4 separate regions of the Mus musculus genome follow, and regions 1, 3 and 4 are each linked to region 2. Evidence: chromatin contacts called from public HiChIP or PLAC-seq and Micro-C data. All regions are on one chromosome and are shown on one strand. Each heading gives the region's core, a stretch centred on a gene start, on an enhancer-like site or on the middle of the called end of the contact. The rest is flanking DNA. Distances are from core to core; before and after follow the strand shown. Region 1 overlaps Tmem131 (transmembrane protein 131). Region 2 overlaps Vwa3b (von Willebrand factor A domain containing 3B). Region 3 overlaps Tmem131 (transmembrane protein 131). Region 4 has its middle 40 kb from the start of Vwa3b.

Region 1 (6,299 bases), core at 3,677-6,176, 210 kb before region 2:
GAAAGAAATTCTCCAGTGTATAAACTAGTCTTCGCCTAGGCTAACCTAAAAAGCTGCCATATTTTCTGTCCTCTGCCTGCTATGAATACATGATCTAAGTGTGATTCTGAGTTGAGATGAGTTAGGAGTCGATGGCAGTTGCCCAGGACCTCCGCCCTGTGGTTCTTTTAGCCAGATCTTAAAACTTTAATGAGTACAGAAAGAAGGGCCACGCAAAAACAACTTAGGAGAAGAGCAGGCTCTGAGAAGAAAACCCAGTGAAAAGGAAGATTCTGACCAAGAACAGCAGGGGCCACAGAGATGGCGTGGCGTTAAGAGCGGCAGCTGCGTGTGTACTGCTCTTGCAGAAGACCCGAGTTCTGTTGCCAACACCCATGTCAGCCTCAACTCCCGTTCCAGAGGATTTGAACACGTCATCTGGCTTCCTAGATTACCTACACTCAGATGGGCACGAGCCCATATGCATGCATACAGATACAAATTTTTCTTAATTAAAAAAAAAAAAAAAAAAAAGACTGCTCCTATAGATCCATACCTGTCATCCAAACCCCTGAAGAGGAGACGTAACAGTTCGGTCGGCGGCTACCACTGCAAGAAGAGAATAAATCCTACTGGGTAGTCTAATGTGCAAAGGAATGTACAATCTTGTTTTAGTCTCTGAAACGCTGGGAACATAGGCAACACTACTACACCCTACTCCAAAAAATTAAAAAGTTTAAATGTAAAGTTACCAAGTTTATTTCTTTGCTATCACTATCTGATACGGACAAATATATTTTTCACCGTCATGAAGCAGACAACACATCCATAAAACATGTTAACCTTACGAAGCAAGTTGGCTGCTTTCACCGCAGCATATTCAGCAAGAATAAGCCAATATGGAATCCCACATCCAACTCAGACAGAATCTTCCTGGAGTGGTAACAGCAACATCTGAGGAGGGACAATGTACTTTAATCTATCCTAAATGTCTTCTTTGGGGAGTGGGGGGGGAAGGAATCTGGAGAGAGCAATGGCTGAGCCGTTGAAAACTGGCTGTTCTTCCAGAGGACCCAGGTTCAACTCCCAGCAACCATGTGGCGGCTCACAACTTTCTGTTATTTCAGTTCCAGGGGATGACACCTTTACAGACTACATGCAGGCAAAACACCAATACATATGGAATATAGGAAGGTAGGTAGGTAGGTGACTGGGTGACTGGGTGGATGGCTCCCCCGATTTTTGGAATTTCTCCTGCTTTTCAAATTGTGTCCTGATCTTGAAAGCACTTTGGGAAGACAAAGAACACCACAAAGAAAATGCAAGTTCCTAGAAGTTGGGGATCCCTTCATTGCTGGGGTGCTGATGACCAACCCAATGTCTAGCACACTGATCCTCAATGAATGTTTGCTCAACTGAATACATGGGATATCTTCAGACCAAGAAACTGGTCTCGTCCAGCTGAAAATAACAGCAATGTGACTTGCCTGGTATTGCATAAGCACCTCCCACTGAAACATACTATGAATATGTAACAGCTAATCCAGATCTAGTACTTCCTGCTGCCTGCCAAGCCTATTCACCATCATTTAGAACACCTCAGAAGGTGAGTACTCCATGGTACCCACCCAAGCAGATCAGGTAGGTGTGACAAGAGGGCTACAACACTTGCCCAAGGTCAGAGGCAAGCCCGCCTCCCAAGTATGCTTAGTCTCTACAAGAGATAAGAGCCTGTCTCCTACACAAGAGTAAGGGAATCATTTATCAGGAAAACATGCTTGCTCTGACCAAGCTTTCCACAGACTGTTCACAGATCTGCCCACTACTTAAAACAAAACAAGGCATACTTATAGTTGGAAATGGTGGGATACACCTGCAATCCCAGTATTAGGGAAACTGAGGCAGGAAGATGGTGAGTCCCAGATCACTTTGACTCAGCAAAACTGAGTTAGCTTGATTCCACCCTAAGTCCTTCACCATGACTATTCTCCCCATTAGAAGCTGATCAATATATAGGTTATATACATATTAGAAGCTAATGACTATATGTCTTCCTTACATTCTACCTAAGAACAGCAGCATATTAAAAGCACTGGGGTAAGGATGATGTGGATCATTACACAGCGTGAGAGCTAAACCTATTCATATGTGGCCATGAAGTCAGCTCTCTGAAAAGGTTCCATTTATTTCAGTTCCAGACCAGGTCAAAAAGAGGAAACATAAAAATAAAGGCATCGAAACAGCTCTGCAGTTAAGAGTGCTTGCTGCTCTTCCAGAGGAGCCAAGTGTGGTTCCCAGCACTCACATGGGGCAGCTCACAACTGCCTCTAAGTCCTGTTCCTTGGAACCAATGCTCTCTTCTGGCCTCTGTGGACCCTGACACACGCATGCAGGCACGCACACACATATGTGTGCACATGCGCACAAACACCTATTTTTAAAAAATAGTAAGATTAAATGGAAAGGTATTTAAATAAGTACTTAGATTATAGTAAAAAATAATACCTGCTAAATAAAATACTGCATTGAGAACCTTTTCGAGAGAGTTGCCAGTGGAGAGAGAAGAAGGTAAAGGTGGGTAGCGGAGAGAATCTTTAAACTAAAGTTGTTCCCATTTAGTCTAAGGGAAGCCAGACTCAGGATCCTTGATTGGTCGAAGTCAGTCAGTCCTGGAGTCTCAATGCTGCTGTCTCTAATCCTAACACACTCTCTCCCACCTCCTGCAGCAATGCCTTCCACCACTGTTTCCTGTGGCTATCTTTTCTTGTTTGTTCTGGTTTTGTCCTTTTTAGGTAGGAGGCAGAAGGCAAAAAAAGAAATTCAAGAGTCTGCAGACAAAGATGCCTTGTAACAAAGATACAGTGTCTTACTGCCTAAGCTCCCAAATGGGTCACTCATCCTGAACAATGACAGCTTTAGATGGCATTTGTGTATTTGGGGATCCCAAAAGCTTTTTTAAAAGCTGAACTTATAAGAAAATAATCATTATAGGAGACACACAGACTGACTCACACTGAGTGTGTCCTGAGGTGTGCCTTCCCCAACGTCCCCAGTGCACTCCTGCCCCCAATTCCAGGCCCATCACAGCAACCACCAGTAAGCAAGTGTCTGCCTAGAATCTGTTCAGCCATCAGATAAAAGACTGTTTCCAGGTCTAGCTTAGGAAATGGTACTACTGAATAAAACTTCATGAATAAACTTACCAGGGTCCAGTCTAACCTGGCTGGAGCCTGAATAGAGAGATGTAAAAGGGGTGGAAACAATTCAGCTGGTACAGTGTTGTCTAATTAGTATGCATGAGGCCCTCCATTCCGTCCCAGCACCAAATAAACAGGGTATGGTGTTACACATCTGTAATCCCAGCACTTAGGAGATAGAGGCAAAGAGGGCAGCAGTTCAGAGTCATCTCTGACTACACAGGCCATGCTGAGCTACCTGAGGCCATGTCTTTAAAAAGAAAAAAAAGAAAAAAAAAATCAAGACAAAAAATGAGATGTAACTACTAGATAGGGGCTCACAGAATCTGTATATAATCAAATAGAATATATTTAAAAGGTCCAGTGGGATGAAATATCTGGTAAAGGCACTCACTGCTAAGCCTAACTACTGAGTTCTAGTCCCAGAGCTCACACAGTGGAAAGAACCAAGTCCCACAAGTTGTCCTCTGACCTTCACACATGTGCCATATACACACAAAGTAAATGTAAAAAAGTCAATTGAAAATTCAGGTGGCATTTTAATATTAAGTATATTTAGTATATTAAGACTTTAAGATAGCAGCGAAAAGTTCTGAGGTGAACATGAGTGGGACATGAGCCAGTCCCACTTGTGGTTAAGCAGAATTACTGAGCCCTTGCCATGGGCCATGTGTACCACAGATAAACTAGCAGGCCCTCTATCTCACTGCAATGGGGCCTCTGAGAGTTAAGTCCCACCCTCAGAGGAGCTGCCTAGATACAAACAGAAATCTTCACAACCAGTCAAGCAGTGCTGGCTTACAGGAAGTGCAGGAGGCAAGGGGAACTCTCAACAGCCTCCACCTGTCCCATATGCTGCAGACAGATACTGGCCAGAGCAAGCGTCCTGGCTACTGTTATCAAGGACTACAGGCCATCTACAGCTCTCCACTCAAACCAGTTTTCTAAGGAACTCCCATTACAATAAAGAGGATATGGCAACATTTATGTTAGTTAGCTGATAAATTCACTCACTAAGGAACAATTTGTAACTACTGGGTATATCTAGGTTAAGCTTTTATCTCCAATGCTACAGGCACTGAGGTCACCCAGAACTTGGACTTCGAGCCAGCCCCTTGAGAGGAGCAGCAGTGTGTGCCTGGATAAACAAACACTGCTGTTCTAGCACCAGGTCCTCCCAGGCACTAGGCCAGGCTGCCTTTGTTTGGGTCCTGTTTCCTGGCTTCTGCTAGCCGGTTACCTCCCCCTTCTCTTAAGGCAGACACTTAAATGCCTATCTTATGTTTTCAAAACCATTTCCTTTACAGATCCTCATTACTGAGCCTTTCAAGCCTTCTCTGCTATCTCCAATGCTTATCTCTGGGCTGGCACGCCTCTTGATAGGCTGCCATTGAGTCTGAGTGCAGTCCTGCAGTGAGTCAGAATCTATCTCCACACCCACCTGGTGAAGACTGTTCCATCCTTCTCTATAGACAGTCTGCTCACAGGAAAACAACCTAATGTGTGTATCTTCAAGATACTTCAGGACCAGAAGCAGGAAGAGAATGCTCCAAGTTCACACTCCCCAATGTAGCTGGCTCATATTTTCCCTTCTTTGATTCCAGAGCTACCTACCAGATGTTATCATATAATGCAAATTAGTCACTGCTCTAAATTCTGCTCAGCACCTTTGGAAACACCCTGTCTGGGGTGGAGCTCTGCAGGGGTCGGGGCATCTGCCTCCAGGCCAGTCACCTCTGCAATCCAAGATCCCGGGCGGCTGGTGTGGTCCACCTCTCCTCCTGTGGACTGGGAATGACTATCCTAGTGCAGCTATGGCCAGAACTGAAATGTTGCCAGGAAAAGTGCTGCTGTAAGCTAAAAGTAGAAAGCAAGAGACTCGTCCTCCAGGGGATACACTAGGAAACTTGCTTTCCTACTGGAACACTATGCAAGGGAATGGAATGAAAAGTTGGCATACACTATTCAAATAAAATACCACCTTAAAGCAATGCCTACCGATTCACTGGGGTCCATCCTTAGCTCCACTCTGCCTGTGACTGTTCAATAAGAATAAAGGTACCGATGAATTATGCAATAACATTATGCAGCTTGACTGAGTAAAAAAGGGTAAAAAGATGTAAGTAGAGATGCAAGCCAAAGTTAAGAGTATAGTGAAGACAGAACAAAGGGCAGAATGTCTCTACGTAAAAAGTTACCGGACACTAACATTCCTCAACCTAGACAAAGTGCCTGAGAATACAAGAAGCATAGGCACGTCCATTTCAGTCAAGGAAAGCCCACATTTGGAATTTCCATGCAGGGAACTACATGGTTAGTAAATGACAAACTAATATATAAGAGCATTCATCTGAGAACCTCTGACCTATTCAGCAGACAATGAATTTAGGCAGAAACCAGCCGGGTGAAATAAAAGGACACGTGCTTGCTGACTGGGTCCCAGGGCTAGGGCCAGCAGAGAGGATGACAACTCAGACTGAGTTCTGCCACAAAGACAAAGCATCATCAAGCATTTTGACCAGCTTCCAAAAGTCTGCCCTTCTGGGCCTGTGGCTCATTTTCACCCTGGACGTGCAGTAGCAAAGCACAAGAAAGTAAAGCAGCAGCAGGTGCCACCAACACCTGCGCACTTCCAAACCAGCCCCAGCCCCAGCACCACCGCCACCGCCACCCTCCAGCTCACTGACCCGCATCAAAGCCCTCTCAAGCCCTCTCTGATGCGGCAAGTTTGTAATGCAGCTGATGGGGGAAAGACAAGAGGACAGAGAATGACTGACTGACATCACTGACTCCCCATGCACTGTGAGGTCTGCCTTAAGAGTTTTATCAGCTGCGATATAAACATTTGAAGACAGAGGTCAAACACTGAGCCCAGAGATCGCTGCAGCAGCAACTATGTGAAATGACACGTGACAATGCCATCGGTGGAAGCAGCTGTGAGAACCTAACTGTTTAGAAATGCACATAAATCATCTTGTCCATAGAGAGTGTACAGAGCCTTCGAAGAGGAGCCTGTGTGACCTACAATCCCAACACCTGCTACAGAGTCTATAACCGCTGGCCTGTGGCACACTGCTGAAGGCCTGCGAGGAAACGGCCCAGGCACATAAGCACTTGCTCTGT
Region 2 (5,617 bases), core at 407-2,906:
GGGACTTCAGTGGGAGAAGACTGTGCGTGGCCTTTGGGGCTCCATGCTCCTTGGTAGGCAGTTTGCTTATTGGATTGAACTAACATATTGACAAAAACATCACACACTGTGTGAGCAACTCCTATCTCAGAATTTGACCACCTGTGGAAAATACTAAGAATTTATTTTTTTACACTATATCATTTGTCTTTCTCTTTTACCCTTTCCAAAAACATGTTGTATTACTGCTTTTGTGCATAGGTGTTTGTCTGCATGTATGTCTGTTTGCCACATGCATGCCTGATACGTATGGGGGCCAGAAGAGGGCTTCAAATTCTCCTTGTTATCTTTTCAGCCACCAGAAATGGTGATGGACCACGTCAAACTCTTTCAGAACATCCCCATCTGTGCCATCTCCTTCAGTTACAACGATGAGGTTGCGAACGAGTTCTTGAAGGAGCTTGCTGCCTTGACCGGAGGCGAGTTCCGAGCTTATAACTTTGGCTGCAAGGATCCCATTCAGGATACTCAGGTGGGAACTTGGCACACTGAGGAAATGGTTCACTCATTCATTCATTCGTTCGTGCATTCATTCATTAGAGTGTTACGAGTCTCAAAGATCAGCTCCTGAGCTGGGAGAACTGCAGCCATACACAAAACTAAGCAAAGCAGCTGGTGCAGTAATGATGCCCCAAGGTTGGTCCAAATGTGGCCTGAGGATCTCAGAACTTGTGACAATGTGAGCCTGGATCAAGGTCACAGGTACAAGCCAGGAACTCCTATCATGGCTAATGGCCCAAGGATCTTAGTAAGTTTTGTTGTGATCTTCTTCATTTTCCTCTTCCACCTCCTCCTCAGTTGTTGCTTTTGTGTGTAGGTGTTTGTTTGCGTGTATGTCTACGTGCAATATGCTTGTGCCTATGGGGGTCAGAAGAGTGCCTCAAATGCCTTGGAGTTACAGATGGTTAGCACCACAGGGCTGTTAAGAATAGACCCTGGTGCAAGGCAGAGGCAGGCAGATTTCTAAGTTCGAGGCCAGCCTGGTCTACAAAGTGAGTTCCAGGACAGCCAGGGCTACACAGAGAAACCCTGTCTTGAAACAAAAACAAAAACAAAAACAAAAACAACAAACAAAACAAAGCAAGAATAGAACCTGGGTCCTTTGCAAGAACAGCCAGCGCTCTTTAACCACTGGGCCATGTCTCCAGACCACACGTATACTGGCCTTTAACTAGCTACCTCTTAACTTCTCAAGGAATGCAACTATGTGACCATCTGATAAAATAATTCACACTGATGGGGAAAGGGGACAGAGTAACTGAAAGTATTCCCTGACCCTCTAGCCCTGGCCTGAGGATGTGATTTCAATGTTTGCCAGGTTTTTAAGGCTCCTGCTTGAGGTTCAGTTAAGGCGTGGAGACATCTGTATAGTTTAAAGGCATTGGGATTTTAATTTTTATTTATTTATTTTTTTTGCTGACTCAGTCTCTCAGCTAGTGTCCAATTCTCCGCCATTTCATCTCTCCACATGGTTCCTCAGAGCCGGACTCCAGCTCTGCTCAACTCCAGCCGAGCCTCCATTCTTCTTCCTCCTGTTTCCCTCAGCATCTCTGCCTGCCTGGAAGTCCTGCAGTACTTCCTGCCTCAGCTCCAGCTTCCAGCTGTTTATTATTCTAAAAGCCACACCCCTTACTCTGGGGTAGGCTGAGGAAGGTCACCTTCCCTTAGGGCAGCTTGGCTTCCTTGTAAAGGCAGGTGAGGAAGTGAATATTACACACCCCCTTAACCAGGCATTGCAGCTTCAAAGAACAATTGAAAACCCAAGGACAGAACATGCAACATTTGTGGGTCATCAACTCAGGGAGCTCTTCTGTAGGAAACCGTGCTTACTGCTCATTCTCCTCCGTTTTTTTTTTTTTTTTTTTTTTTTGGTTTTTCGAGACAGGGTTTCTCTGTATAGCCTTGACTGTCCTGGAACTCACTCCGTAGACCAGGCTGGCCTCGAACTCAGAAATCTGCCTGTCTCTGCCTCCCAAGTGCTGGGATTAAAGGCATGCGCCACCACTGCCCGGCCGTCATTCTCCTTCTTGTATGTAGAGACCTAGAACTGTTATCAGGACAAATCAGAGATATGAACAACTCTTGGTCTGAGGAGACTACCCTCTGAGAACCGAACCAGACAAAAGGACCTCAGGGGACTGTGCTCTGAGATCACCCTATACTAATGACAACAACCTGGTGGGGAAAGAGCTGCAGACCCTGTTGGAACAGTTGCAGGAGTTCCCATGCACAGCAAACCTGCCGACTTTTAGACAGAGGTTCAAAACAATTCCAAGAGGGAAAGACCACCTTTTCAACAAATAATTGGAACAACTGACAGTCCTCAGGCAAAACCCCAGTCTAAGTGCTGATCTTCACACACAGAGAGCACGCATGCGCAAAGTAAATCACAGGCTCCAATATATAAATTATAACAAATTATATAATATTTGTTTCCCTGTCAGCTACTCAGAGGATGAAATACAATGAAATAAACCCTGGCTTATTTTATATTATGTACTTTCTAATGTATTATCACAGTAACAGAAAGTAAACTAGAATAGCTAGCCTGGGAACTTTAATGAGACCCTGTCATAAACTTAAAGTGGGGCTGGGATATATAAGTTGGTGGTAGAGTAGTGGCCTAGCATGTAGAGTACCCAGGGTTCAAACCCCAGGGCTATAAAAACAAACAAAAAGTGTCCATCTAGAAAACCTGGGAAACACATCAGACATTCCACTGAGGAGGCCCAACAGAAGTGGGAAAGAAGCCAGGCCAGGAGGCCAGATGCCACCAGCACAGGCCAGGAGGCCAGATCCCACCAGCACAGGCCAGGAGGCCAGATCCCACCAGCACAGGCCAGGAGGCCAGATCCCACCAACACAGGCCAGGAGGCCAGATCCCACCAGCACAGGCCAGGAGGCCAGATCCCACCAGCACAGGCTAGAAGGCCAGATGCCACCAGCACAGCCCAGGAGGCTGGATCCCACCAGCACAGGCCAAGAGGCCAGATGCCACCAGCACAGCCCAGAAGGCCAGATGCTACCAGCCTTAGAGGAATACTACCTAAGCTACAGCACATGTCACTCCATGTCTGTCAGAATGGCGGAGAAAACTACATGCTGGCAGGTTGGGGAGAAACAGGGTCACTAACACATTGTTGGCTGGAGGATAAAATACAAGCCACATTGGAAAGCAGTCCGGTGGTTTCCATCAAAGCCAATGTTTAATTGCTGTAAGACCTGGTCCTTGGTGTAGCGGGCATGCATTTCAGAGAATGAAAGCTTGGATTCATATAAAGTATAGGGAGCTCTGCATCTATCAAAGCAATGGAGTTCACAGTTAAATGGTTTCCCTCAAGGTGACCCCGCCCCACATGGCTTCACTGCTGAACTGTAGAGAGGAGTAATTAATATCAGTTCAAGTGCAAGGACCTGGGTGTGGCCTCTGAGATGGGGAGAAAGATGATCTTGGTGGATAGGTTCTTGTAAAACTCAGAGAAGAGGGAGTACTTCCCCATCGTCCTGTAAGCCTCTAAGATGGCTGATATTCCTCAGCTACAAATATGCAAAAGTTGAAAACCAAATTTAACAAACCAAAACAAGTATATAAAACATGTGACACACCCTGGCCATGTTGGATTTAGTGCAGAGATGCACACAACGCTAGTTTAACATTTGAAAGTCAACACATAACGCACTATATCGGTACACTTATTTTTAATGTTTTTTTGTTCTATCGTTTATTTTATGTGTATGAACATTTTGCCTGCATGTGTGTCTGTGGACCACATGCATGCCTGGTACTCTTGGAGGACAGAAGAGGGCACCGGATCCCTTGGAACCGGATCACAGACGATTGTTCCTTTGGAAGAGCAGCCAGTGCTCTTAAGTGCTGAGCCCTCTCTCCCATCCACTATTGTTATTTTTATTTATTCTTTGACAATTTCACGCATGTACACATCCTCTATTATTTCCTTTGAACTCTTCCAGGCCCTACCAACCCACCTCCCTGATGACAAATAGCTTCCGGAGTCCAATCAGTGCTGACCCTGTGTGAATGTGTATGGGGCCATCTACTGGGTCACGAGGTTAACTGCCAACAAATACCTCGGCTTATTACAGACAAAATAGAAGTTAAGGCTACGGGGAAGGCTCAGTGATTAAGGGTGCTTGCTCCTCTTCCAGAGGACCCAAGTTCAGTTCCCAGCACTCTCGTGTCAACTGACAACCAACTAGCTCCAGTTTCAGGGGATCACACGCACTCTTCTGGCCTCATGTTGTACACAGACACACAAGCCGGTAAAACACTCGTAGTTAATAACCATCTCGGTTTATACATCATGACAAACTTTTTTACCAGGTTCAGTAATAACACATTTTTGTAACAATCAAATCCTCCAACATCAGACAAGCTGCAAGGATGTTACCCCCGCTGCTCTGGCCCATCTTCCCAAGGTCCCAGTTAGTGCATCAGAAGCACAAGGAACGGAGGGCACAGGGTGAGAGGAAGTCTATCGTTATCTTCATTCAGCTTCGTCATCTAGGTAGAAAATCTGATCACTCTACCCAATCATTTACTTCTAGCCAGAGTATAAGTCATAAAAGGAAATGTACAAAACCCAACTTTGTTTCTTCCTAATAGCAAAGAGTAGACAATTAAATAGACCTCACTGAAAATAGCAGCAAAAAATAACAATAATAGTGATAATAGAAATAATAACTGTATAAGTAATAATAATAATGATGATGATGATGATAATGATAATAAAAACTGTATCAGAATATGTGAAAGACCTTCACATGGACCAGGAAGAAGCCCAGCTGAGAGGTGTGTTCTGAGTGTGCTAGAACACTTAGCAGCATTAGGCTGTACATTCTCTCCAGTGGATCTGTCAACCCAGTACAATCCCAGTCAAAAATCCCAGCAGGATTTTAATGAGCATTAACAGACTGGATGATGGGTCAGTAGGTCAGAGTCCATGTTCTATGAGGACCCAAGTTTGAATCCCAGCACTAATGTAAAAAGCCAGGCATGGCTGCAGGTGCCTGCAGCTCTGGCATTATGGGACAGAGACGTGTAGATCCTGTGCCTTTGCTGCCATCAACATAACTGAGATTCGAAGTCTCTGATTCACCGAGAACCTGTGTTCAAGACAGAATATAGAAAGGGTAGAAGACACCCGAAATCAATGTCCCACCCTGAGCTCTGTGTGCCTGCATCTGCACAATCATATGCATACACATGCACACACATGCACACACATGCACACACATGCACACACATGCACACTCATGCACACCCATCAGCAAACTGACCCTATGGAAAGGCAAAGGATTTACAATTACCGAAATACCTTTTCTGAAGAACAAGTTGGAAGACAGGGTCTCCCTGTGTAGCCCAGGCTGACCCCAAACTCTTGGTTCTCTTACCTTGGTCTCCTGGAGGCTAAGGTTGCAAACATACGCCACAATGCCTACCTGAAAAAAATAGTTTTAGATAGGTTATAAAAATTATAATCCATAGACTAATAAATTGGTCATTTGGAATAAATCAATATTCAAAGCTTCCTCGCTGAGAAGACTGCTGCAATCCTGA
Region 3 (6,224 bases), core at 2,665-5,164, 230 kb before region 2:
GTGTAAATTGTGTGTGTGCCCTGCCCCTGCTCTAGTTCCTGTTCTGACTTCTTTCAATAATGGACTACAAGGTAGAAGAAACCTTTCCTCCCCAGCTTGCTTTTGGTATTTCAACACAGCAATAAAAACCCTAATCGGGACACAGTGCATGCCACCACACTCCAGCTTTTCCACACAGGTTCTGGAGACTGAACTGAGGTTCTCATGTGTGGCAAGTTCTCACTGACTGAGCTATCTTCCTAACCCCCTACTCTTGGGACAAGGTTTGACTATCATTCTATAAGTAGCCCACACGGGCCTTAAATTTGCTATTCTCCTGATTCTGCCTCCTGAGTGTCAGGATTACAGACATGGTCTACTGTGTTGGGTTTGTAGCACAGTGACTATCTGTGAGCCTGGGTTACCTGTGCTACCGTAAAGTTCATCCATAAGCACTGGGATCAGGGTCCCAGTGTGAGTGCTGACCGCTCACTTCCCTGCGGGCCCACCCATCAATTGTTGCACGAGATTGAACTGTTACATATGCACATAGCTAGGGTATGAAATCCACATCAAAACCCTCAGCATTGCCATCTTCTTAAAGAAAGGCGATTCTCTATATTGTTTACTAAAATGCAATATGTAATCCTATATAATGAGTATGTACAGGATTTAATACATCTAAAACTTAAATAAATAGACGTTTCCAGTGAACCCCTGCAATCACACACTATGAAGGATGAGACAGAAAAATCATGGATATGAGACCTGCGCTGGCTACACAGCAAGAACATGCCCAAACCAAAATGTGTTACAGAATAGCTTTATAGCTGTTAAATGTCATAATTTAATTTTCACTTGACCTTAAAGTATTTAGTTAACATTTGAAAATCAATAAAGTTAATTTAGAATATATAAAATGAATTCCTGAAAACCACTACTTTTAGCACCCTAACCAGGAGAATCACCAGCACACAGAAACTTAGGCTGTTACACCTCCCTGACCCTGCCAGGAGCTGAATCAGCAGGGGCAGAAGCGGCACCGTGTGGCACTCGAGTGGCTTTGAAAATCACGGATCCCACCACCCACAACAGCAGCTTCAGACCTGTGAGGTGAGTAGGCTCCTTGCCTGCTAAGGAAGGGACTAACAGAAGACCCAAAGTCACCAAGCAAGCAGGAATAGTCAAAGTGTCCACCAAAAATGAATGGACCAACAAAAACACAAACATAGAAACAGGAAATATGGGTCAGAAAACATTACGTACAGGACATAAGCCAGATACACAAGTTCAAATATTCTAATTCCACTTACATGAAGTATCTAAAGCAGGCAAATTAATGGATATAAAAGTACTAGAAACTGGGTGGTGGGGGTAAGTTAATTGCTTAACAAATATTTAGTCTTATTTAGTCTCAGGGGTGATGAAACTTTTAGAAGTAGATACTGATGGTTTCCTAGCAACTGTCTATGTAACACTAATGTTACCAGACTATGTATCTTAAAATACTTACAAGTGTAAAATTAAATGTTACTTAACAATCTATAGAACAAATTAATTTTAATGTATACAACATATTATTCAGCAAAATATTAACAAACTGAATCTAGCAATGTAGACAGATAGATTCCATGCAATAACCAAGGCTTTTGTTCAGGTATACAAACTGTCTCAAAACTTAGAACTCAACCATCCTAACATGTAACTCTCGATCGTCAGAAGAACTGAAAGAGTCCTGAACAACCCTGTGCTCATTCCCAGCAGAACTGTCTGCAAGGTGGGGAGGTGAGACTGCCCCAAGCTCGCCTTCAGGCGGCCCTGAGCAAGGCTTCAGTGCACTCTCTGGGGCTTGTGCAGCACAGGCTCTCGACGGCACTTTGTTCAACATACTACCAGAAACCCTGCACACAAGAAGACTAAAACAACTTTTTTCCCCAAAGAAATAAAACTGTCTCCATTTGCAGACTAGATAATTGTGTTTGTAATAACAAAGAGGGATAAAAAAAGAAAAAGTGAATTACTTAGAATAAGTAAGTTTCGCAAATTTGCAAATACAAACTCAACCCCCAAATAGAATCATATTTCTATATATTAACATAAATATGTGAGAAATTATCCAAATTTAATGAAATACTTAGGTGCTGTATAGCACACATATACTAAAATCTACAAAAAGATGACAAAGGAAACCAAAGCCTCCATAATTAGTGATGCAGCTACTGGCAAGCTGCCCTGCTCCAGTAATAGCTCACCACCCATCTTGAAAGTAGCCCTAACTCTACTTGGTGGGCCACAAAGCAACAAGATATGGTGCACGTGGGCATGGGCATGGCGGGCGGGGAGTGGGAGACAACGGCCTTGCTAGGAGGAAAGAGTTTGGCGGGACCTGCAAGGGGTGGACGAGAGCAATGACGACAGGGGCTGAAAGAAACTGAAGGGCACTATCTACATGCAAGAAACCAAACAAGTTTAGAAAATATTTTCCGATGGAAAAATACTTTTAAAAAGTCTAAATGGACTGCCTGGAGTGGTGGCGCACACCTTTAATCCCAGCACTTGGGAGGCAGAGGCAGGTGGATTTCTGGTCTACAGAGTGAGTTCCAGGACAGCCAGGGCTACACAGAGAAACCCTGTCTCGAAAAAACAAAACAAAACAAAACAAAACAAAACAAACAAATAAAAGGTCTAAATGGGCAAACATGCCATACTCATTGGCTGAGAAATGTAAATATGTCCAATCTTTTCATTAGATCCTATGAAAATCTCAGGACAGCTTTCTGTACACACAGACTAACTTGACAGTATTTTTTGACTTTCAAAAGGTTTGATGCGAGTATGAAAATGGTATCATTGAAGAGCTCTGGAAAGCCTTTCTTTCACAAAAAGCGACCAACAATTGAAAGAGTGCTGGCTCACATTCTAAAAGACACCAAAAATACCCAGCGGAACTGGTGGCATTTACCTGGCTCCTCTCCCATTCTCTTCTCTCTGGCTTTGTGGCAACTCTATCACCAGTCACCTCCACAGTGGGAACCAGCCTGGCAGTCACCAGGGAGGCAGGAAGGCCTGGCAGGCCTTCAAAGGTTCACTTCCAAAGAGCTGTCTACGTGACCTGTACGCTGAGTCCCTGTGAGGCTCCACCTGGACAGCTTTGATCTGACACAGAGCTGTCTATCTATAGAAAGTTTGGACCCTAGGAACATTGGTCAGAGAGATCAAGGTGTTTCAGGTTTGCTTTTAATCTAAACCGATTTCATCCTGTAGGGCAAATAACTATTAGGGAAAAGTTTCTGACATTTTTACTAAAGACTGAGCCTTGTTTTGCTGGTGTAAAACACTGCGACACAGCAACAAGCCTAAAAAGGAGGCAGAGAGAGAGCCTGGCTGCTGTTCCTCCGCACACACATCCCTGTTACCTGCAGAGAGCTGGCTCCAAACGGACCCTGGGAATAATTCTCAAAGCACACAGCTCCCCTGACCGAGGATGGCTGCGAGCGTATTCCTATGTCTCCCTAGACCCTGCAGAGCCCTATGAGGCCAGGCCTGAGAACAGAGGTGGTGAGCAGGAGGCCCTCAGGCAGTACAGAGCTTTTGTTGATGCCCATCACCTGCTGTAACTCCAACATGACATCATAGGCCTTCCAGAACTTTAAATCTTCTGACCATTTCATTTTTAAGAAACACAAATAATCATTGTCTTTTAAGGAAATAAAAGTTTAGTTTTGCAGTTTACACAAGCTTGGCTGTGCAGCAGAGCCCTGGAAGCCACAACAGCAAGAGGACCAGAGGCTGAAGCTGAGAACATCACAAGTGCTGAAGGATGCAGAAGAACCAGAAGAAACAGTGTGAGCTCAGGGCTGGAGGGGATCCTCCCACTGGTACAAATGAGAGCCTTGACAACACAGTCATGGGGCACAGTGCCAGACACTGGTAATCTCGGCAGAGGAATGGGTAGAGAAGCCAGCCTGCTCTACATGGTGAGGATGAGTTCTAGTCCACCCAGGCCTACAGACCCTGTCTCAAAACAATACAGGCACACGCGCGCGCGCGCGCACACACACACACACACACACACACACACACACACTCCACCCACGACTCCCACCCCCTTGTACTGCTCTCCATTTTAAAACAAGACCATGAGTAAAAAGAGAATATATGAACCCTGAAAAAAGCCAAGGTCAGAAAGCAAACCCCTGTAAGCACAGCCTGCCCGGGCATACACACTGCACCTGCCCGGGCATACACACTGCACCTGCCCGGGCATACACACTGCAGCAACTTTTCATCAAGGAAGTGGCTCTCTGGGAGCAGGCGACCAGAACCCAAGAGGTAGAGCGAATCCAGCTCGCTTTGCCTTTGGACTACATCACTGGCCCTTGGGGTTTTGTTTTTGTTTGCTTGTTTTGCTTTTTTGTTTTAAGAAAGAGCTCATCTTGTAGATTAAGCTGGCCTTGAAATCATGATCTTCGGGCCTCAACCTCTCAAGTGCTGGGATTACAAGTATGTGTAAGGAAGTTCTGTTTGATCTCGAGAGAGGGTGGGTGGGATGACATTGTTTGGTGGTGAGTTTCAAACTAAAGACCATGCCCCTGTTAGGCAAGCTCTTTACCACTGAGTGGCAGCGCAAGCCTCTCAAAATTTTAAGTCAACAACAAAAGGACAGCACCAGGTTTTGTTCTGTTTTCTAAATCTTTTCTATAAAATCTACCTTAATTGCATTTCAATACTATATAAGCATGGGGTAAGATAATGTATATCCCAGAACTTCATACTTAACAGCTCTTTTATGTGTAAAAATTCTTTTTGTATGGGTTTGTCTGCATGTACATGCAAGCCAGAGGCCAGCCTCAGATGGTGTGCCTCGGGAGACATGCACCTTGGGTGTTTGTTGTTGAGACAGGTTCTCTCGTTGGCCTGGAGCCCACCAAATAAGCCAGGTTGGCAATGAGCTCCAGATCTGCCTCTGCCTCTCTGGTGCTGGGATCACAAGCGTGTGTCACTGTGCCTGGCTTTCTTACATGAGTGCTGGGGAGTGAGTGACTTATAGTCTCATGCTGGCAAGGCACAGCTCACCAAGCCCACAGCCCATACAATCTGTCAATACTGCCTGCATGTGTGGTGAGGGAAGTGAGGCGCAAACAAAGCCGCTAAGGGAACTGCCAACTGTGGTCATCTACTTGCCCAGCATGCTCCTCCCCATACACTTCTAACGTTTGAAATTATTCCAAACAAGCTTAGACCAGGTGTAATAGTATAACACACCTGTAATTCCCGACACTCTGGAGGCTGAAGGGGAGGATTACAAATTCTTGCTACAGAAGGGGGGAACAGGGAAAGATAGGGGAAGAAAAAAACATTTACAAAAAGAAAAGGCACTTATGTAGACATAAAAAAAATCTAACACTAGATAGCTACATGTGTTTTTACAAGGCATATCAAGGTGCAGTAGATTCACTTAAGTATGCCATGTGAGAAGTGCTGGTTACAAAGGTGACTAGTGTCCTTACTGCTACCACAACTGTTACAGTAATAATAAACTTTTTGGTCCCACCCGTCAATGGTAGCAGCCCTTGGGAGAATGAACCCCGAATCTCACTGGGCAGCACAGTAGAGCTGACCCTGGTGGTGGGGGAAGTGGGTATGCTGGCCCTGAGGGCATGAGGGCAGAAGAGCAGGCTACAGCTCTTGCTGGCCCAGCTAGCCAGTGGGGCATTGGAGCAGTGCTGGAGAGCAGGCCCTGGAGGTGTAAATGCAGGAGAGCTGGCAGGCTGACCAGCTCAGCCACCACCCAGGCCCAGATCCAGGACTCTGAACTGTTTCACCCCAACATCTATCTACACCATCTATGAACTGCCAGAGCCTGTGAAGGGTTTGGGACTGCAGATCCAAAGCTGTGGGACCTCCATGACAAAGGGCAACAGGAAATCTGGGAGGAATCCCAGTGAAGAACCGGTATTGATGGTGTAGCAGAAGCCAGAGGACTCAAAGCAAACCAGGGACCCACTGCAATGAACTTCTGCAAATAAAGAAGTGTGGACAAAGGGTTTACTGTGTGACACACCACAGCTTCCACATGACATTTTGCTTTGTTTTTATCTTTATTTTTATTTCTTTTGTGGGAGGAAATTGCAAGGGTGGAAGGTGGATATGGAGGGGCAGGGAGATGAGTGGGATTAAGGTGCTTGATGGGAAATTCACAATAAAAAATTAAAAATAGGGGCTGGAGAGATGGCTCAATGGTT
Region 4 (6,407 bases), core at 434-2,933, 140 kb before region 2:
AGAAAGCCACCGCAGCAAACAGGCAGTTAGCCTATCTAAGGAAGGTTCCAGAACTGCTAGCACATGCTGCCGTTGAATGAACTAAAGGTAACCGTTCAGCTTCTTGGCGCCACTCTCTACATTTCTAGCACCGAATGAGCAGCTTCCAATAGAACGCTAGAAACAAACAACACAGATAAAGACCCAGCATCCCTCAGTCTCTTCCTGTTACAGGATCCTCCGGGCTTGCACAGTCCTGCTGTGCACCACTAGGCAATACACCGGAGAGGCTCTAGTGATTGTTACTAAGTCTCCTTAGCATAGCCCTATTGTGGCAATGCTAATGAGATTTAACCCTGAAACAAAGAAAGTCATTTGTGTGTCAAGTTGAAAGTGAGTGCTCCTCAGCAAAGCGATTGATAGACCTGATTCTTCCGCCCAGATCCTTTTTGTTTGGTTTCAGACCCCCGACCCCCCAAGGGACGGAAGCACATGTTTTACATATCAAAGCTGACCTGGCCTCCAGGTTCTCCCAGCATCCCACAGTCCTTACCTGGCACACCTTGACTCCAACCCTGAACTTTCCAGTCCCCCTCAATCCCCCCAGGCTCTTCCCTATATAAGCCAGACATTTTGGTCTTCCTCTCTCTCTTTCCCGCCCCCCCCCCCCCCCCCGTTACTTCCTAGCCCTTGTCTTTGGGGCCAGTGAACTCGTCTGAAAGCAGCTTCCCAATAAACCTGCCTTTAATATAATCTGATCTGGCTTGAATTGGCTCATTCTGCTGATGGAGAAATAATCTATCACTTTTGTATGTGATTCCTCCGCCTGGAACATTCTCGAAGTCCTGACGTCTTAGCCTTTTCTTATGAATAGATACATACGCCTCAACATGCATAACAAACAACTCCCCTCTTCTCTCTTCAGTTGGGGGGAGGATGTAGGAGCTGTTTTCTCACTCACTGGATCCTGATATTACCCTGTAGTGCCAGGATTGACAACTGACTAATGTGTCGTTTTCCTCCTCTTCTTTTTAAGTTATTTTTATTTGATGTGTATGGGTATTTTGATCCTGTATGTCTGCACCGTGTATGTGTGTACAGTGGCAAAGGCCCAAAGAGGGCATAGGACCCTCTGAAGACAGAGTTACAGGAGGTTGTGAGCTGTCATGTGGGTGCTGAGGACCAACCCTGTTGAGACAGGGTTTCACAGAGGCCAGGCTGGCTCCCCCACATCTTGCCTTCATGTCACTGTGAAGACCGACGTTGTCTGGGCCCTTTTTCTCTCAGCCCCGCCTTTCCTATTGTTAGGACTCGGGAATCTTGAGCTTGCTCGTTCTTCCGTTCTTCCGTTCGCAATGGACTCCTTGGTTTTGTAACTCAGAGTGTGTCTTTGTTGTGAGGAATTCTCCTTCTTTTGTCCTTGCTGATCATGTCTGGAGCCTGGCCACTCTCTCTTGTTTCTCCAGAGGCTGCCCTGACTTTTATTCCCCAAGGGATGCCCTTCCTCTTCTGTTTCGATTTGGGGTTACAGATAACTTTTCATTTCTTTGAAGACAGAGTCCTGTTCCTGTTCTCAGTCTCCTTCTTGCTTTGGGGTGATTTCTCAGATAAAAGGGAAACCGCCCTCTTCAAATCACAGTTTCAAAACCAGAAGTGCCCAGAAATGCTTTGCATACCCTGGGAGCTTCACTTTCTGGTGGCTGCTTGTTAAGTCCTAAGTAGGGAACTGAATGTGGGCGGAGAGTCCGGACTTTTCTGGTGCTACCAATGCTCGCACTGCAATTAAAGTGAGGATTATCAGATGCTGTCTCTGCGGATGGCAAAGCTGGCCTATGTGGAGGCCATGATGACACAACACAGCCTGTTCCTCTGCCTGGTGGCTGAAAAAGGTCATACATTTCATATGCCTCCACAAGGCAAAAATGTAAACAAACAAAAACCACTATAAGGCCATTTTGGCTGGGCTACAGCAGGCTGGAGAGCTATGGTGGAGTAGAGAGATAGCTTTACATGTTGCCTTGACACAGTCGGGGGTCTTCTGAGAGGGACTCACAGGGGGGGACTGTCTAGATTAGCTTGGCTTATGGACATGTCTGTGAGGAATTTTCTTAATTGAGGTAACTGAGGTACGAAAGAACCACAAGAACCATTTCCAGGACTGGGCCTTAGACTGAATAAAGAGGAGAGAACCCTTTGAGGGGAAGAATTCTTGCATTTAGTCTCTGTCTTGACTTGGATGTGGTTAATTGTGTCAGCTGCTTTGGCTTTCCTGTTGTGATGGACCGTGATCTGGAATTGTAAACCAAATGAACCTTTCTCCTCTAAATGGCTTCTTGTCCTTGTAACTAACTGGAAAGGAAACAAAGAGAAGCATCAAGTTTTGCAGGGGCTGACTTTTTCAAAATAAGTGAAAACAATGTCTTTATTTGTGTCGTTATAACAAAACACCTGAAATAAAGAGGGTTAGTCCACACACAGCTTCAGGGCTTAAACTCCAGTATTGCTTAGTCCATCTGTTTGTCCACTCTCTAAGTCACAGCCACACTGGCTGGTCTCCCCTTACATAGAAAAAGCTCATGCCAGAGGGCTGAGTGCAGCATGTAGAAGAGGAAGATGCTTGTGGGAGAGATCGCATGGCAAACACGCAAGAGGGCCAGAGGAGCAAGGCAAAGTCACTGGGTAACAAGCCACTCTCACTGTGACTAATTGAGTCCCAAGAGAGCAATCACACTCCCCAGAGACTTAACTCATTCGGTCCTTTAAGCCACCTTTGTCACCATCGAGAAGTCAAACCATAGTGGGAATCAAATACCAAATAGCCCAGCTAGGGAGGAAAACAGCACCCCGTGGTCTCTTACAGTCATCCGTGAGTGAAGAAAAGAAATAAAAAGGGAAGGACATGACTGTTCCTACGCATGGTGGAGGAGAAGTTTATTATAGATGTGGGTGGGATTGCCAGGAGAGCAAAGCCAGAGACAGTCACGTCTGGGAGAGTCCAGAGTGGTTATGACCCTGAACCAATGGGTAGGGGTGGGGAGTAGGGGGAAGTAACCAAGTACCACAGCCAGGAGGTCAAAGGTGTGAACAGTGCAGAAAGGAAAGGGGAGAGTAACCAAAAATGCCTGGATTATATAGGGAAGAGCCTCTGGGGGAAGGCAGCACGGCCGCTAGGCTGTACAGTTCAGGGTAGAGGACGGGGTATGCCAGCTGTATCCTGTAACAGGTAGGGACTGAGGGATGCTGGGAGAACCAGCTCTGCTTTGCCGTGTAAAGTAGACACTTCAGCCAACTGTCCCAGGTTTGAAGCTTAACAACTGGCTCCCAACATCATTTCATTGAGGACTAAGCTGCAACATGCATGATTTACATTTTTTAAAAATATTTTTATTATTGCAAGGAATAGTTGGCTCACAGAAAATGAACTCAATGGTACTTGGAGCGCTTTTTGTTTCATTTTGCTTTTTTTTTTTTTTCTTTATCAGTCTTTGGCTGGTTTGTTTTGATTTTCTTTGTGTGTGTGTGTGTGTGTGTGTGTTTCTTTCTTTCTTTCTTTCTTTCTTTCTTTAGGAGAGAGAAAAAACATGAAGTTGGGTAGAGAGGGAGAGGGGAGGATCTGGGAGGAGTTGGGGATGGAAAACATGACCAGAATGTATTGCATAATTTGTTTTTCAATAAAAATAACTGTGTTATTAAAATTTAAAAAAAAAGCAAAGGGCATGACTTGGTTCTAGGTGTGGCAAAGGAGAAAGTTTATTATAGATAACAAAGCCAGGGATAGGGACATCTGGGACATTTCAGAGTGAGCCCGACCCTGAAGCAAGTGAGGAGAGCCAAGGAGTGGGAGACAGGGAACCAGGTACAGCGGCCAAGGGGGCAAAAGGGTTAAAAAAAAAAAGCATGGGTAATTGAAATGTCTGGATTGTATAGGGAAGAGAGTTTGGGGATAGAGGGCCAGGTATGGCAGCTGTACCCGGTAACAGGTTGGGACTGAGGGATGCTGGGAGAACCTGGAAGTTAGGTCTGCTTTTGACGTGTGAGGTAAATACCTCAGCTGTTTGCTCTGGGTTTGAGACTTCACAGGTTTTTTGTTTTTTGTTTGTTTGTTTGCTTGCTTTTTGAGACAGGGTTTCTCTGTATAGCCCAGGCAGAACTCACAGAAATCTGCCTGCCTCTGCCTCCGAAGTGCTAGCATTAAAGGCATGCACTACCACGCCCGGCGAGATTTCACAGTTCTTCTCATTATTATAAATACAGGTAGGCAATGAACAGCTATCAAGGGATCGAGTAATAGCTCAAGATGGCTTCTGGGTCCTACTAACAAGGAAGCCTGGATCAACAGCTCATTTTCTGATGAGGATATAGGCCATGTTGGATTAGGAAGGATGCCTTTCCAGGACAGATTCCCACTCACTAATTAGATCTACTATGATGGTACATCCAAATGAAATCACATCCTACAGCAGAAGGAGTCAGAATCAACTAATCACTCTTAAAGGACACAGTTCAACTAGATACTAGAGACAGGCCTGGAGCAGGCTCTAGGTTGAGGAAGGGCTCCCTGGGTCTAAAGTCCCTGCATAAATGCAGGCGGTTATACTACAAGTTCAGCCAGCTGCCAGCTAGAACTGGGCTGGTGGAGTGGATGGCCCCGGACTGTTTGTGAGACGAGAATGCAATGACCTGGCACTCAAGTGTCATCTGTCCCTCAGGGGTTCATGTGTCACAAGCTTGGTCCTCAGTGTGGAGATATCAAGAGGTTGGTGACATCTAGAAGAGGTCAGGCCTAGTGACCAGCCCTAAGGTCAACCGGGGACGTCAGAAGACACTTTGGCAATATGACCTCCCCTCTCACAAACCCTCTTGCCACCATGATGTCATCTACCATGAGGTCCTCCCAGAGGACTTTCAGCTGTGGCAGGTGCCTGCCCCTCAGTCTCCAGAACTGTAGCTAAATAAGGCTCTTTTCATAAAGTTACCTAGCCCCAGGTATTCATCACAGCCATGGGAAATAGACTAGTACACTCAAAGTGAGCCAAATCAGAGATGAAGCAGAGAAGAGGGTGTCCTTAGATTCTAGATTCTCTTCTTAGTCAGATGGTGAAATACTTGGAAAGTCACCACTGGTTGAGACAGTCAGGGAAAGGGAAGCCTGGGGCATTTCAGGTATTTTTGTATGTCGTACTTAGAGGGACAGATATACAGAAGTACATTCTCACTTTAACTTCTGGGGATGGAGAGTGTGGAGAAACACGGACCTCAGGAGACAATCTGGTGAAGGCAAAGATGGTGGCTAGGTGTCTCGATGGTATGTCCTCACTGACTTGTGCTTCCTCAGGGGGCTTGACCCATTTGTGTTGTGCGGTTTGGCGTTGGTAGTGGTTCCTAAGCCTCAGGCTTCCCTCTGGGTATGCCTCCTCTGACACCCAACACCCAGAACTGTTCCAGTAGTTGATTTATTTTAAAAGATCACTGTGCATCAGTGTGACTGCTGCTGAGTGTCGGTCCTGTGTGACTAAAGGTCACAGTAGGTGCTGTGTTGTCATGAGGTAGCTTAGGCAGCAATGAAGGTTGCTGCTTCATAAACAGTTTAAAACTCATCCAACCTTTTCATAAAAATTTACATTGTTTCTTTTTTTAGAACTTTTTTCTTTGTTTTAAGTTTTATTGCATTATGATGAAAAAATATGCATAATTTCATGTTATCTGAATTTGTTAACATTTAAAAACATATTTAGAATAAATAGACTTACATCACATCCTTCTTTCCCCTTTGTACCTCAGCTCCTCCCAGAGAGCCCCCTTCAAAAACCTGCAATACCTTTCATTTTTTATCATATTCTTTAAAATTTATAAAATATTGTAACAATAAAAATGAGTATTATAAAGGCTGTTTGATATAAAACAACAATCAATTGATCAGTCTTATGTAGATGTTTGTCTACAGCAATACTGAAAATACATATGTTTTTCTCAATATAAATTTTAAATAACTCCAAATATGCCAGGCAGTGGTGGTGCAAGCCTTTAATCCCAGCACTTGGGAGGCAGAGGCAGGCGGATTTCTGAGTTTGAGGCCAGCCTGGTCTACAGAGTGAGTTCCAGGACAGCCAGGGCTACACAGAGAAACTCTGTCTCGAAAAACAAACAAACAAACAAACAACTCCAAATATATTAACTGTATGATATTTTAAAATAATATATCACTATTAGTTTTTTAAATGAACATAAACAGATAAAGATGAACATAATAAATAGATGACTAGATAAAGTCTGTTTTTGTGTTTGTTTGTTTTGTTTTTAGTAGAGCTTAAAATCTTGGCTCTTAATGTGGTACAAACACAAAATAAGAACAGTTTTTAGACATTGGAATTCATTGTAATAAGGCTGTATTTCAATGTCCCTCACATCACGCGAAAGGATTCTACCTC

Evidence for each region. A called contact is a pair of places that touch in the nucleus more often than the background predicts. HiChIP or PLAC-seq counts read pairs in DNA pulled down with a chosen protein or histone mark.
Region 1: a Micro-C map of trophoblast stem cells shows a contact between it and region 2, with 6 times the contacts expected there. The contact joins two enhancer-like sites. A contact is called at or near these places in 5 of 39 promoter capture datasets (the 3T3-L1 cell line, 3T3-L1-derived adipocytes, frontonasal cranial neural crest and 2 more), 10 of 484 Hi-C or Micro-C datasets (Sertoli cells, cerebral cortex, cortical neurons and 5 more), 12 of 115 datasets of contacts at active chromatin or transcription factors (bone marrow-derived macrophages, craniofacial prominence, embryonic forebrain and 4 more) and 3 of 9 other capture datasets (adipose tissue, embryonic stem cells and liver).
Region 3: a contact with region 2 is called in an H3K27ac HiChIP or PLAC-seq map of embryonic stem cells, with 8 read pairs. The contact joins two enhancer-like sites. A contact is called at or near these places in 1 of 15 datasets of contacts at CTCF or cohesin (pro-B cells), 14 of 484 Hi-C or Micro-C datasets (B cells, CD4 T cells, CD8 T cells and 9 more), 6 of 115 datasets of contacts at active chromatin or transcription factors (astrocytes and embryonic stem cells) and 4 of 9 other capture datasets (adipose tissue, embryonic stem cells, liver and 1 more).
Region 4: a contact with region 2 is called in an H3K27ac HiChIP or PLAC-seq map of embryonic stem cells, with 20 read pairs. The contact joins two enhancer-like sites. A contact is called at or near these places in 1 of 39 promoter capture datasets (stem cell-derived epiblast-like cells), 6 of 484 Hi-C or Micro-C datasets (embryonic stem cells, nephron progenitors and reprogramming fibroblasts), 5 of 115 datasets of contacts at active chromatin or transcription factors (astrocytes and embryonic stem cells) and 1 of 9 other capture datasets (pancreatic islet).

The regions. Positions count from the first base shown.
Region 1 is chr1:36,915,960-36,922,258 of GRCm38.p6, forward strand. The region is part of intron 1 of Tmem131 (transmembrane protein 131); the gene reads right to left. Among named protein-coding and RNA genes, the nearest start is that of Tmem131, 20 kb to the right of the region's middle. Within about 2 kb of position 4,927, at least 201 of the 459 cell types and tissues checked have an H3K27ac peak or open chromatin away from gene starts, as enhancers often do. A contact at or near this core is called in trophoblast stem cells, where this site is marked.
Region 2 is chr1:37,128,550-37,134,166 of GRCm38.p6, forward strand. It overlaps Vwa3b (von Willebrand factor A domain containing 3B), which reads left to right. Exons shown (of 28, transcript NM_001370828.1): 14 at 335-511. It overlaps Gm37020 (a long non-coding RNA gene), which reads right to left. Exons shown (of 4, transcript XR_865351.2): 3 at 5,376-5,499; 4 at 3,724-5,163. Among named protein-coding and RNA genes, the nearest start is that of Gm37020, 19 kb to the right of the region's middle. Within about 2 kb of position 1,657, at least 11 of the 459 cell types and tissues checked have an H3K27ac peak or open chromatin away from gene starts, as enhancers often do. A contact at or near this core is called in embryonic stem cells and trophoblast stem cells, where this site is marked.
Region 3 is chr1:36,899,682-36,905,905 of GRCm38.p6, forward strand. The region is part of intron 1 of Tmem131 (transmembrane protein 131); the gene reads right to left. Among named protein-coding and RNA genes, the nearest start is that of Tmem131, 37 kb to the right of the region's middle. Within about 2 kb of position 3,915, at least 54 of the 459 cell types and tissues checked have an H3K27ac peak or open chromatin away from gene starts, as enhancers often do. A contact at or near this core is called in embryonic stem cells, where this site is marked.
Region 4 is chr1:36,985,693-36,992,099 of GRCm38.p6, forward strand. No RefSeq gene overlaps it. Among named protein-coding and RNA genes, the nearest start is that of Vwa3b, 40 kb to the right of the region's middle. Within about 2 kb of position 1,684, at least 51 of the 459 cell types and tissues checked have an H3K27ac peak or open chromatin away from gene starts, as enhancers often do. A contact at or near this core is called in embryonic stem cells, where this site is marked.